Linked DNA regions of Mus musculus: all the other regions are linked to region 1. A link is a contact called in public HiChIP or PLAC-seq and promoter capture Hi-C data. All regions are on one chromosome and are shown on one strand. The core of a region is the stretch at or near the end of the contact, and the rest is flanking DNA. Distances in the headings are between cores, read along the strand shown. Region 1 holds the start of Morn3 (MORN repeat containing 3). Region 2 holds the start of Fam216a (family with sequence similarity 216, member A). Region 3 holds the start of Vps33a (VPS33A CORVET/HOPS core subunit).

What was found. HiChIP or PLAC-seq counts read pairs in DNA pulled down with a chosen protein or histone mark. Capture Hi-C pulls out chosen DNA fragments and counts their contacts.
Region 2: a FOXA1 HiChIP or PLAC-seq map of pancreatic cancer cells shows a contact between it and region 1. The contact joins the promoter of Fam216a here to the promoter of Morn3 in region 1. A contact is called at or near these places in 2 of 115 datasets of contacts at active chromatin or transcription factors (embryonic stem cells and pancreatic cancer cells) and 2 of 9 other capture datasets (liver and pancreatic islet).
Region 3: a contact with region 1 is called in a promoter capture Hi-C map of pancreatic islet. The contact joins the promoter of Vps33a here to the promoter of Morn3 in region 1. A contact is called at or near these places in 1 of 39 promoter capture datasets (pre-B cells), 2 of 115 datasets of contacts at active chromatin or transcription factors (bone marrow-derived macrophages and memory CD8 T cells) and 1 of 9 other capture datasets (pancreatic islet).

What each region holds. Positions count from the first base shown.
Region 1 is chr5:123,045,285-123,048,490 of GRCm38.p6, reverse strand. It overlaps Morn3 (MORN repeat containing 3), which reads left to right and starts at 1,475. Exons shown (of 5, transcript NM_029112.2): 1 at 1,475-1,860. The coding sequence starts at 1,716.
Region 2 is chr5:122,370,568-122,373,773 of GRCm38.p6, reverse strand. Fam216a (family with sequence similarity 216, member A) reads left to right here and starts at 1,432. Exons shown (of 7, transcript NM_026883.4): 1 at 1,432-1,891; 2 at 3,201-3,206. The coding sequence starts at 1,827. Gpn3 (GPN-loop GTPase 3) reads right to left here and starts at 1,266. Exons shown (of 8, transcript NM_024216.2): 1 at 1,118-1,266. The coding sequence starts at 1,165.
Region 3 is chr5:123,571,351-123,574,556 of GRCm38.p6, reverse strand. It overlaps Vps33a (VPS33A CORVET/HOPS core subunit), which reads left to right and starts at 1,542. Exons shown (of 13, transcript NM_029929.3): 1 at 1,542-1,677; 2 at 3,015-3,080. The coding sequence starts at 1,576.

The DNA of each region.
Region 1 (3,206 bases), core at 226-2,725:
AGAAGGCTAATGCTTGCAATCCTAGCATTTAGGAGGTAGAGTTGGGAGGACCGCTAATTTAAAGTCATCCTGCATCGTGAGTCTGAGGCTAGCCTGGGTTACATGAGACCCTGGATTGAAAAAAAGTCATTCTCAGCTACATTGGGAGTTTGAGTCTAACCTGTACTACATGACACCCTATTAGAAACAGAAAGGGGCAGAGAGAATGAATGAATGAATGAACTTGAGTGTAGTGGTACATGTCTTTTATGCCAGCACTCAGGAGGCAAGAAGAATAATGCAAATTAGGGGCTAGCCTGGTCTACATCTGGTCTACATATGGAGTATGGAGTTCCATGTCAGCCAGGGCCACAGAGCCATAGCAAGACTCCATATTAAAAAAAAAAAAAAGCAAGCTTTGTTTTGTTTTGATTTTTTTGTTTGTTTGTTTTGTTTTTATTTTGGGTTTTTGGCTTTTCAAGACAGGGTTTCTCTGTGTAGCCCTGACTATCCTGGAACTCACTCTGTAGACCAGGCTGGCCTTGAACTCAGATATCTTCCTGCCTCTGCCTCCTGAGTGCTGGGATTAAAGTCATGTGCCAGTAGTCCCCTCTGTGGGAACAGAGGCTGTAAAACATGCACAGGTGGCAGGCACAGTGTCCAACCTGAAGCACACAGGTTGTGAGGCTGACCCTGTGGGTGGATGCTAAGATACCATGACCTCCTAGAACTGGCTTCAACCTGAGGATATTTTGATTGGCAGCACCTGTGTGTATGTGCTGCCGGTGCAAGATTTAATGGGAGTGGATTTGTACAGCCTCAGAACCTATGGAGTATGTGGTTGTATTAGTTGAGGGAGATTGCGGTCCCCAGGATGTAGATAGGAACGTTTTTATCACCCATGAGCCAGCTGGAGACAGATGGAAAGACATGAACAATCCCTTCTGGAGATTCTGGGGACCTGAGGAAAACAGGTCGGGGCTCCCAGACATGGGGAGGAGACCCTGGGCCACCCACTGTTTCCCTCTAGAGTCTATGGCTCTACCAGATAAGAGTCGTAGGGCTCAGATGTGGAAGGATGACCAGTGAGCCAAGGGCTGTCCAACTGTGTTTGTTTTGAGACAAGGTCTCACTGTATAGCTAGACTTGCAGTCTGGGACAGTTAGTCACCATGAAATCAGTCTCTGATTTGTGGGATCTCCCCTGCTGAAAGGCAACCCCTGAGCTTCATCTGTCCCATCTACCAGGTACGTAGGGCAAGGGCTAACAGGGCAGGCAGCTGTCTGCCTGATACCCTCTGATACACCTGGAGTGGTCCCAGTACTTGGTACCATCTGATCTTTCTTACTTCGAGTCTCTTCTACCAAAGTCGGTTCCTGATTGGTCTTTCAAGTCATTAAGTCACCTGTGAGCATCATTTTTCCCAGGGGCAGCTTCTCTCCAGTGTCATCACAATCCCTGGGTTCCAAAGGAATTATGCCATCACATCCCTGACAGATGGACCCTAGGAGAATGCAAGGGCAAGGACTGTTGTGGGTCAGTCCAGCACAGAGGGATCCCCACTGAGGGCTCTTCACCTGCCCTGGGGACTCAGAACACAAATGACCTGCCCTATTGGAACTCAGGCAGGCACCTCCCCAGGAAGTACCAGGATCCCCAGGATACACGGGAGTCACTGAGCCCCTGATGCCCCTACCTCCTGCTAGCACCCCCGCAACACCACAGAGGCAGCCAGCATGCCGGTCACTAAGTGTCCAAGGAAAGTAGAGCCGCCGTGGAAAGGGTGGGACCGGAAAGCCCAGAAGAACGGACTGAGACACCAAGTGTTTGCTGTGAACGGCGATCACTACGTGGGCGAATGGAAGGGCAACTTGAAACACGGTAAGCTAAGCGGGAGAGCCTCCGGGGATTAGTGGCCAGCGTGGGGTCAGAGTGGGTGGGCAATGCAAAACAAAACAAAAAGCACTGTTACAGAGTCCATTAAGAACATAAGCGATCTTGTTTTGTTCCCAACCCCACTTAGTGACCAGAACCGGGACCAGCAGGGGGCTGTGGCTCTGAAGTCCAAGTCAGCCCTGACTTCAGCTGAGCCAGAGTCTAGGGACAGAAAACAAAAATGGGATAGGGATCATCAGAAGCCAGCCCAAAGCTGGGTGGGGTTCTGGGGGTGCTGGATCGCTCTCTGTCTTCTGACAGGGTAGCAGAGCCTGGGGTTGGTTGAAAAGGTCAACACATTAAGAAAATGACTTGCAGTAGGCGTTGTGGGCTTCAGATGCTGCCCTGATGCTCTGCAGATGGTGGGGGCACAAGGTCTGGGCCTCAAGACACAGGTTGGACCTATCCAACCCCCCAGAAGTAACTGAGTGACCATGATTACTCCTGTATGCCTGGACTCAAGTCTTAACCAGCAGGGGGCGAATGGGTTCTGGCCGATACATTGCAAATCACGTTTGTCCGGGATGGATGGGGGTAGGACGGGGACTCTATTTAAAAGCTCTAGTCTTGCAATTCCAGACTTAACCACTTTCTTCTCCTGCCTTCCTGGGTTATCTACACTAGAATCCCTGAGCCTGCATTGTTAGAATACCTTATCTATAGGTTTTCTCATCTGTTAAGTGGCAACAATGTCTCTTTATAAAGTACACGCAGCAAGATTGCTCAGAGCAAGGGTGCTCGGGGAGACTCTGCAAAGTAGACTACCATCACATTTCCCAAATGAGGTGACCTGGGAAGAAGTGACTACTGAAGAGGTGGTATTAGGCTATAGAGGGCACCAGAGAGGGGAAGAGAGGGAGTAACAAAGAAGACAGGAGCAGGGTGATGTTTGAGCTAGGCAGAAAGGATAAAGATGTGTCCAGGTTGAGGGGCTTTTCGTCTAAAATTTAGACCTTAAACTGTAGAATTAGAATTAGGGAGGTCAGTGTAACTTGACTGAGGGACAGACTAGAAGTCAGTGTAGCTGAACAAAGAGTAATGGGAGAGAACGTGGGTCAGAATTGGATGTGGTTTTAGTATACATTACCTATAAGCCCAGTTACTGGCTCAGGAGTCTGAGGTAGGAAGATCAAGGCTGGGCTATGACCCTATCTCTAAGATCCCCCTCCCCCAAAGCAAGTTGGGGTTGGAGAAGCCAGGTATGATGGTGCATTCCTGCAGTGCCCAAGTGCTTGGAAGACAATATGTAGGGAGATCAGGGGTTCAAGGCCAGCTTCAGCTACATGAGACCT
Region 2 (3,206 bases), core at 183-2,682, 670 kb after region 1:
TGAGACCAGAGCTGCAGATCTAGATGCAGGGCGTGGGCTCAGGATGTTTCTTTAACACAGTCTACAAATTAACGTAGGTTACAGAAATGACCTCCTCCACGCTCCACGCTTCCTTTTGACAGCCTGTTCTCTCTACCTAGGACAGCCCCACCATACAGATGCACTGTAACTGACAGGTGAGCTGTGTACCTTCCAGATCAGATGACAGGCCCTGTGGAGTCACACAGCCATCTCTAGTACTCTGAATATTGTATTTATTAAATATTAAAATGATACAAACACCTCTATAGACTCTAGGCATCCCTCAAATGTCACCATTGCCGTTTCTACTGTGCTTAAGTGTCCTTAGCATCATTCTCTTAATATGTACACAAAGAAACACTGTATCACACAAAAAAAATAAATATAAAAACTAGAGCCAGGCAGTGGTGGCAGACGCCTTTAATCCCAGCACGTGGGAGGCTGAGGCAGGCGGATTTCTGAGTTCAAGGCCAGCCTGGTCTACAGAGTGAGTTCCAGGACAGCCAGGGCTACACAGAAAAACCCTGTCTCAAAGGAAAAAGAAAAAAATGCCCACAAACAGTGCATATCTACAAACTTATCTGAAACCCATACTCCAAACTTCTGAGAAAAAGGGAAGAAAAGACCCCATACTGGGTGCGTGGCAGGGGGCCTTGTCTGGAATTAGACAGGGGAAAAAAAACCAAAAAAACAAAAAGACCAACAACCCAGACTCAGATTCCGGGGCGGACCTAAGTAAGCGTATGATTTTGAACAAAATAAACCTTTCTGTGTTTGTAATCTGTAGAATGGGTATAGGATCAAGCACACAGAATGGATATGAAGACACCTGGAACGACCAGGGCAGTTCCTGGAGCAAAGGTGTCCTGCAGCTCTGTCTGGGTGCTGGACAGAACTGAAGTCTTTTGGGAGGACAGAACAAGCTCTTGAGCGCTCAGCCCTCTCTCAAGCCGCTCAAGAGCTATTAAAGCTGCTATCACTCCCAGACAAACAAAAAAAAAAAAAAAAGCAAGGTACAAGCAGAGAGCAGGAAGCCGTATACCCAGGGTTTCCCCGGAGCCCAGCCACCCACGCACCGCAGCTCCTCCAGGCTCACCTTCCCGCTGCCCGCGGGGCCCATGACGAGCTGCGCATATCGAGGCATGCCGCCTCTCCGGGGGTTTCACACACAGCCGACGGCCACACTCCCTTCAGCCTTCGCGCGACAGCCACGGCGTTCCGGGGAATGTGCGTAGGAGCCAATCGCAACCACAGATCGCTCGTTCAGCACGGGTATTTACTACACCATAGACTACGGAGCGTCCCCAGGGCCAAAATGCCTTCCGAAACGCGTGCCGTGCTCAGAGAGGAGGCGGGGACACGAGTTCGTTCACGCGTGCGCAGAGAGAGAAAGAGAAAGAGCCGAGAGCCGTTATCGGTTGGGCCTCCGGCGAAGGCGGTTGCCTAGGTGATAGCGGATCGCGAATTACGCTCCGCGCCCCCGGGCCGCAGCACCGGTGCTTGGGTTTGACACATAGGGTGACAACCGAAGGTCTGCAGGTCCTCTGAGGGTCTAGAATACTGAGGTGGATAAGGAATACTTGCTTTAGGGTGCGTGTGGATGGATTTGCCCTGACGCGTCCTTGTCAGCGAGAGATGCCCAGGCGCAGGAGCCTGGTTACCTGAGGTTCCTCCGCCCTCGGGTCTACAGCTCCAGGAACTCGGGTCTTCCTCCGCACCATCCGGCGGCCACTTGAGCAGGGTCGGAGTGGGGAGAGCCGGAGGCCGCCGACTCAGAGCCGGTGTGGTGCACGCGTGTGGACGGGATGCCGAGCCGTTGGCCCGGGGTCGCGGGGCCGCCCGCCTTGGCCCGGACGGAAGGCGGTGAAGGGTGAGGCGGCCTTGGGAACCCCTGCCGAGGAGGCGCGAGACGGGGGGGGGGGGGGGGGGGGGGGGAGCGGGCTCTAGCGGGGCTCGGCTGCCGAGGCGGCCTCGGAGCAGGACAGAGACTGAGCTTTCGGGCTCCTAACCTGGCGGGGAGCCGAGGGTCCAGCCGCCTCGGGCCTGGGAAGGTTTTAACTGTCCCCTAGATGGCTGAGGACAGTTGACTTCTGATATCACAGCTGGATGCCATGCTTCCCTGTCCCCCTCCTGGCCTCCTTCCTTAAAAAAATCAAGAGGCGGGATGACTGGGATCCAACTAGGCCCACAATCATGGCTCTTGTAGAATCTGAATCCGTGGCCATGAAATAAAAATATATTTATGTTTATTAAGTACATTATTATTAAATGTACATTTTATTGTAAATATATATTTGGTGCTAAGACTTTTTTTTTTTTTTCCCCGAGACAGGGTTTCTCTGTGTAGCCCTGGCTGTCCTGGAACTCACTGTAGACCAGGCTGGCCTGAACTCAGAAATCCACCTGCCTCTGCCTCCCGAGTGCTGGGATTAAAGGCGTGTGCCACCACTACCCGGCTACAGGAATCAATTTCATTTTTTGAAAAAAGTAAAAAGACCAGATCCATGATTGGAAACAATTAACAAACCAGCGTACTAGTTCCAGCACAACGTAATTGTTCTTTCCAGGACAGAAATTACTTCTATTAAAGAACAAGAAAGATATCATGTGGCTAAGTACAGGAACCAAGCAAACTACAGGCTTGATCTCACTGTAGAATTAGACTAGGACGCTATGAGACCAGATTTACCTAAGTCCTTTCTGGTAAAGTAAATATTAGACTAGGGATCCAGCTTGGTGGTAGTAGAGCACTTGTATAGTGTTGGTTAGCCCTGAGTTCTATCTCCCAGTAACATACACACACTCACACGTTCATCCTAGTATGCTAAAAATCTGACCACTCACTTAGAAAAAGCTGTATTCTTTTTTGTAGCCAATCTAGAGGAGAAACTTGGTAAGACATTGATGGAAACAGGAAAAAGTCAAGAGCGTGTGCAGCTGTCTCTGTTTTCAGACATCCAGTCCAGCTGGGAGTGGTGCCGCACGTCTTTAATCCCAGCACTCTGGAGGCAGAGGCAGGCGTATTTCTGAGTTCGAGGCCAGCCTGGTCTACAGAGTGAGTTCCAGGACAGCCAGGGCTACACAGGGAAACCCTGTCTTGAAAAAAAAAAACCCAAAACATTCAGTCCTCAGTGGCTATGAGGCTGCCAGATTACATTATGCGTGTTCTTTGCTAACAGATCAGC
Region 3 (3,206 bases), core at 293-2,792, 530 kb before region 1:
ATCCTGAGTTCAATTCCCATCAACCACACAGTGGCTCACAACAATCCGTAATGGGATCTGATGCCCACTTCTGGTGTGTCTGAAGAGTGATAGTATATTCATTTACATAAAATATAAATAAGAATAATACCTTGCAACAGATTATTATTCTCAACTTCAGTATCATTAACTTGCCGTGAGTCCATGGAGATCAGAAGTGGGCATAGAGGATGTGGAACTGGAATGCTGGAGTTACAGGCAGTTTTGAGCTGGAACCCCAACTCTGGTTCTCTGGAAGAACAGCGTGTTCCCACTAAGCCATCTCTCTCTCTTATTTTTTAAACTGTGTTTGCCTGAAAGTATCTATCAGTGCTGTGTGCCTTGCTCTCCTAGGTGAGAAAGGGGCACTAGATCCCGTGTTAGCATTTCTTCCAGGCTCTGCTGCGCAGTTACCTGGCAACAGCCATGTGTGCCTGACTCAATATAAAAGAGGCTGCTTGCGGCCCCCCCCCCCCCACTCTCTTACCTTCTCTCTTCCCTCTCCCTTCTCTCTCCTTTCCCCTTTCCTGTCTGTCTCCACGTGTTCCTGGCCGGCCTCTACGCCTCTATTTTCTCCCTCTCCCCCTCTCTCTTTCCCTTCCCCTTTCCCTCCTCTCCCCTCCCCACCTCCTTCCTCAACTCCCCTCCCCATCTCCCCATGCCCTAAATAAACTCTATTCCATACTATATCCGTCATATGGCTGTTACCTCATGGGGAAGGGATGTCTCAGCATAAGCTCGCAGAGGCACCACCTTCCACCTCACCATACCTCACTCTATCAAGCATATCCCTGGCTTCCTTTTCTTGTTTTATAAAACACAACACCCTGGAACCGGAGTTACAGATGGTCACGAGCTATACTGTGGATCCTGGGAACCTGGTCTATGGGAGAGCAGCAGGTGCTCTTAACTGGTGAACCATCTCTCCAGTCCATTTATTGTTTGTTTATGTGGAGACAGGTCTCACTGTGTAGCCCTGGTTGTCCTGGAGCTCGCTATGTTTACCAGGCTGGCCTTGAACTTGGAGAGATAAGCTTGCTCTGCGATTGAACCACTTACTGGGTGTAGTAAGGTGCATTTTGTAGTTTGGCCTCGATCGCCATTTTACACCAGTATTCTAGCTGTGAAGACACAAGGATGGTGCTTTTAAACGCGACAAATAACATCTAAATTCCATCCTTAAGACCTGGGGATGGTGGCTCACGTCTTTAATCCCAGCACTTAGGAGGCAGAGGCAGGCGGATTTCTGAGTTCGAGGCCAGCCTGTTCTACAGAGTGAGTTCCAGGACAGCCAGGGCTACACAGAGAAACCCTGTCTCGAAAACAAACAAACAAAGTCAATTTTCACTGCTCACCATTCTTAGGCATGGTAGGGAAATACTTTAGAAAGGGGCGGGGAGGGGACTCCTCCTCGCATGCGCACTAGGACCTTGAAGGAGCATCACTGTCAGCAGGACTCCGCCTTTCGCGTTCAATGTGCCTCAGCGACTCGGATCACGTGAACGTCCCGTCACGTGACGCAGGCGGCGTCTGGGGAAATGCGGGTGCCCGGGCAAGATGGCGGCGCACCTGTCGTACGGGCGAGTGAACCTGAACGTGCTGCGCGAGGCGGTGCGTCGGGAGCTGCGCGAGTTCCTGGACAAGTGCGCTGGGAGCAAGGTGAGGGACAGGGCCCCGGCGCCACCAAGCTTGGCCGGGCGGGACTGTGCGAGGCCGTGGGGGCGATCAGGTCGCCCGCTCAGTGACAGCCCCTGGCCGGGAGCTCCCCGACCTGCGAGACAGTTGTCCTTTCCAGCCTGGAAGCACGCACGCCCACAGCCCTCGGCACACAGCTTGTGAAAGACAAGCTGTCACTTCGTAACTTCAACATGGATCGTTTTTTGTCTAGATCGGGGACTTCATAGAATTTCCTTTCTTCCTGTTTTCCTCTCAGTGTTTGAGACAGGGTAACGCTGTGTAGCCCTCGAACTCACTGAGATCCACCTGTCACTGCCTCTGAGTGCTGGGATCGGCTCTCCATTTTATTTTTGAGCCTATTCCTGGCTATATAGACTGTTCCTGCCGGCACTCCTCCTTTCTCTCGCCTCTGGCACTACAGGCATGAGCCATGCTGTGAGGTTTTCTTTTAAGCATTTTTTCCCTCTATTCTGAGATTTATTAATCATACCCCATCCCTCTACAGGGAATGGGAAGTTCTAATCTGAAGAAAAAAACAAAACAGATGCTCAAAGAATCAGTTTTGGGCCCGGCAGTGGTGGCGCACGCCTTTAGCCCCAGCACTTGGGAAGCAGAGGCAGACGGATCTCTGAGTTCGAGGCCAGCCTGGTCTACAGAGTGAGTTCCAGGACAGCCAGGGCTACACAGAGAAACCCTGTCTTGAAAAAACCAAGAACACTCCCTACCCCCACCCACCCAAAAAGAATCAGTTTTGTAAACATAGCTCCAACTAAGTCATTGAGTCAAAAAGGCAGATTATTAAATCACAGGGGGCAGTATTAAACTGAAAATGATGTCGAAATCAGATATAATAGATTGTGTGGACCAGGTTTACAAAGTGTTTCTCCTGGAGGAAGCAGGGATCTTTGATGCCAGTATCATGAAATTTCCCCCTTTGTGGAAGGTTCTTTTCGACCCTTAGGCTATAATGTGACCAGAGCCTTTAAAAATCCTAACTCTAACTTTTAGAAGAATATTCTGGAAAGGTGGCTTAGAGGTGAAGAGGGAGTGTAGCTCTTCCAGAGGAGCCCAGATCAGTTGCTGGCACCTACAGACAACCACTTGTAACCCCAGATCCTTGGAAATTTGATGGATCTGGCCTCTGAGGGGAACCGCACCCACCTGCACATACCCAGGCACAGACACATACAACTAGACATAATTAAAGTGGGGGTGGGGCAGGGAAAATATTAAACCTTATAAAATTATATTCTTACTGGTTATAACTGCCTTTTCTGTTGCTGGTGGTGGAATTTCTGAGTGCTTCTCCCCTCTTACAGGCAATAGTGTGGGATGAGTACTTAACAGGACCATTTGGACTGATCGCACAGTACTCACTACTAAAGGTAATATGCATATGCGATTTATCCAAGAATTAATAATTAATCTAGCCTAGTGCGGGTAATGGGATTCTAACATATCTTCCTGAATAATCACTTGCAAAGCTATCTGAGCTGAACAAACACTGGTAT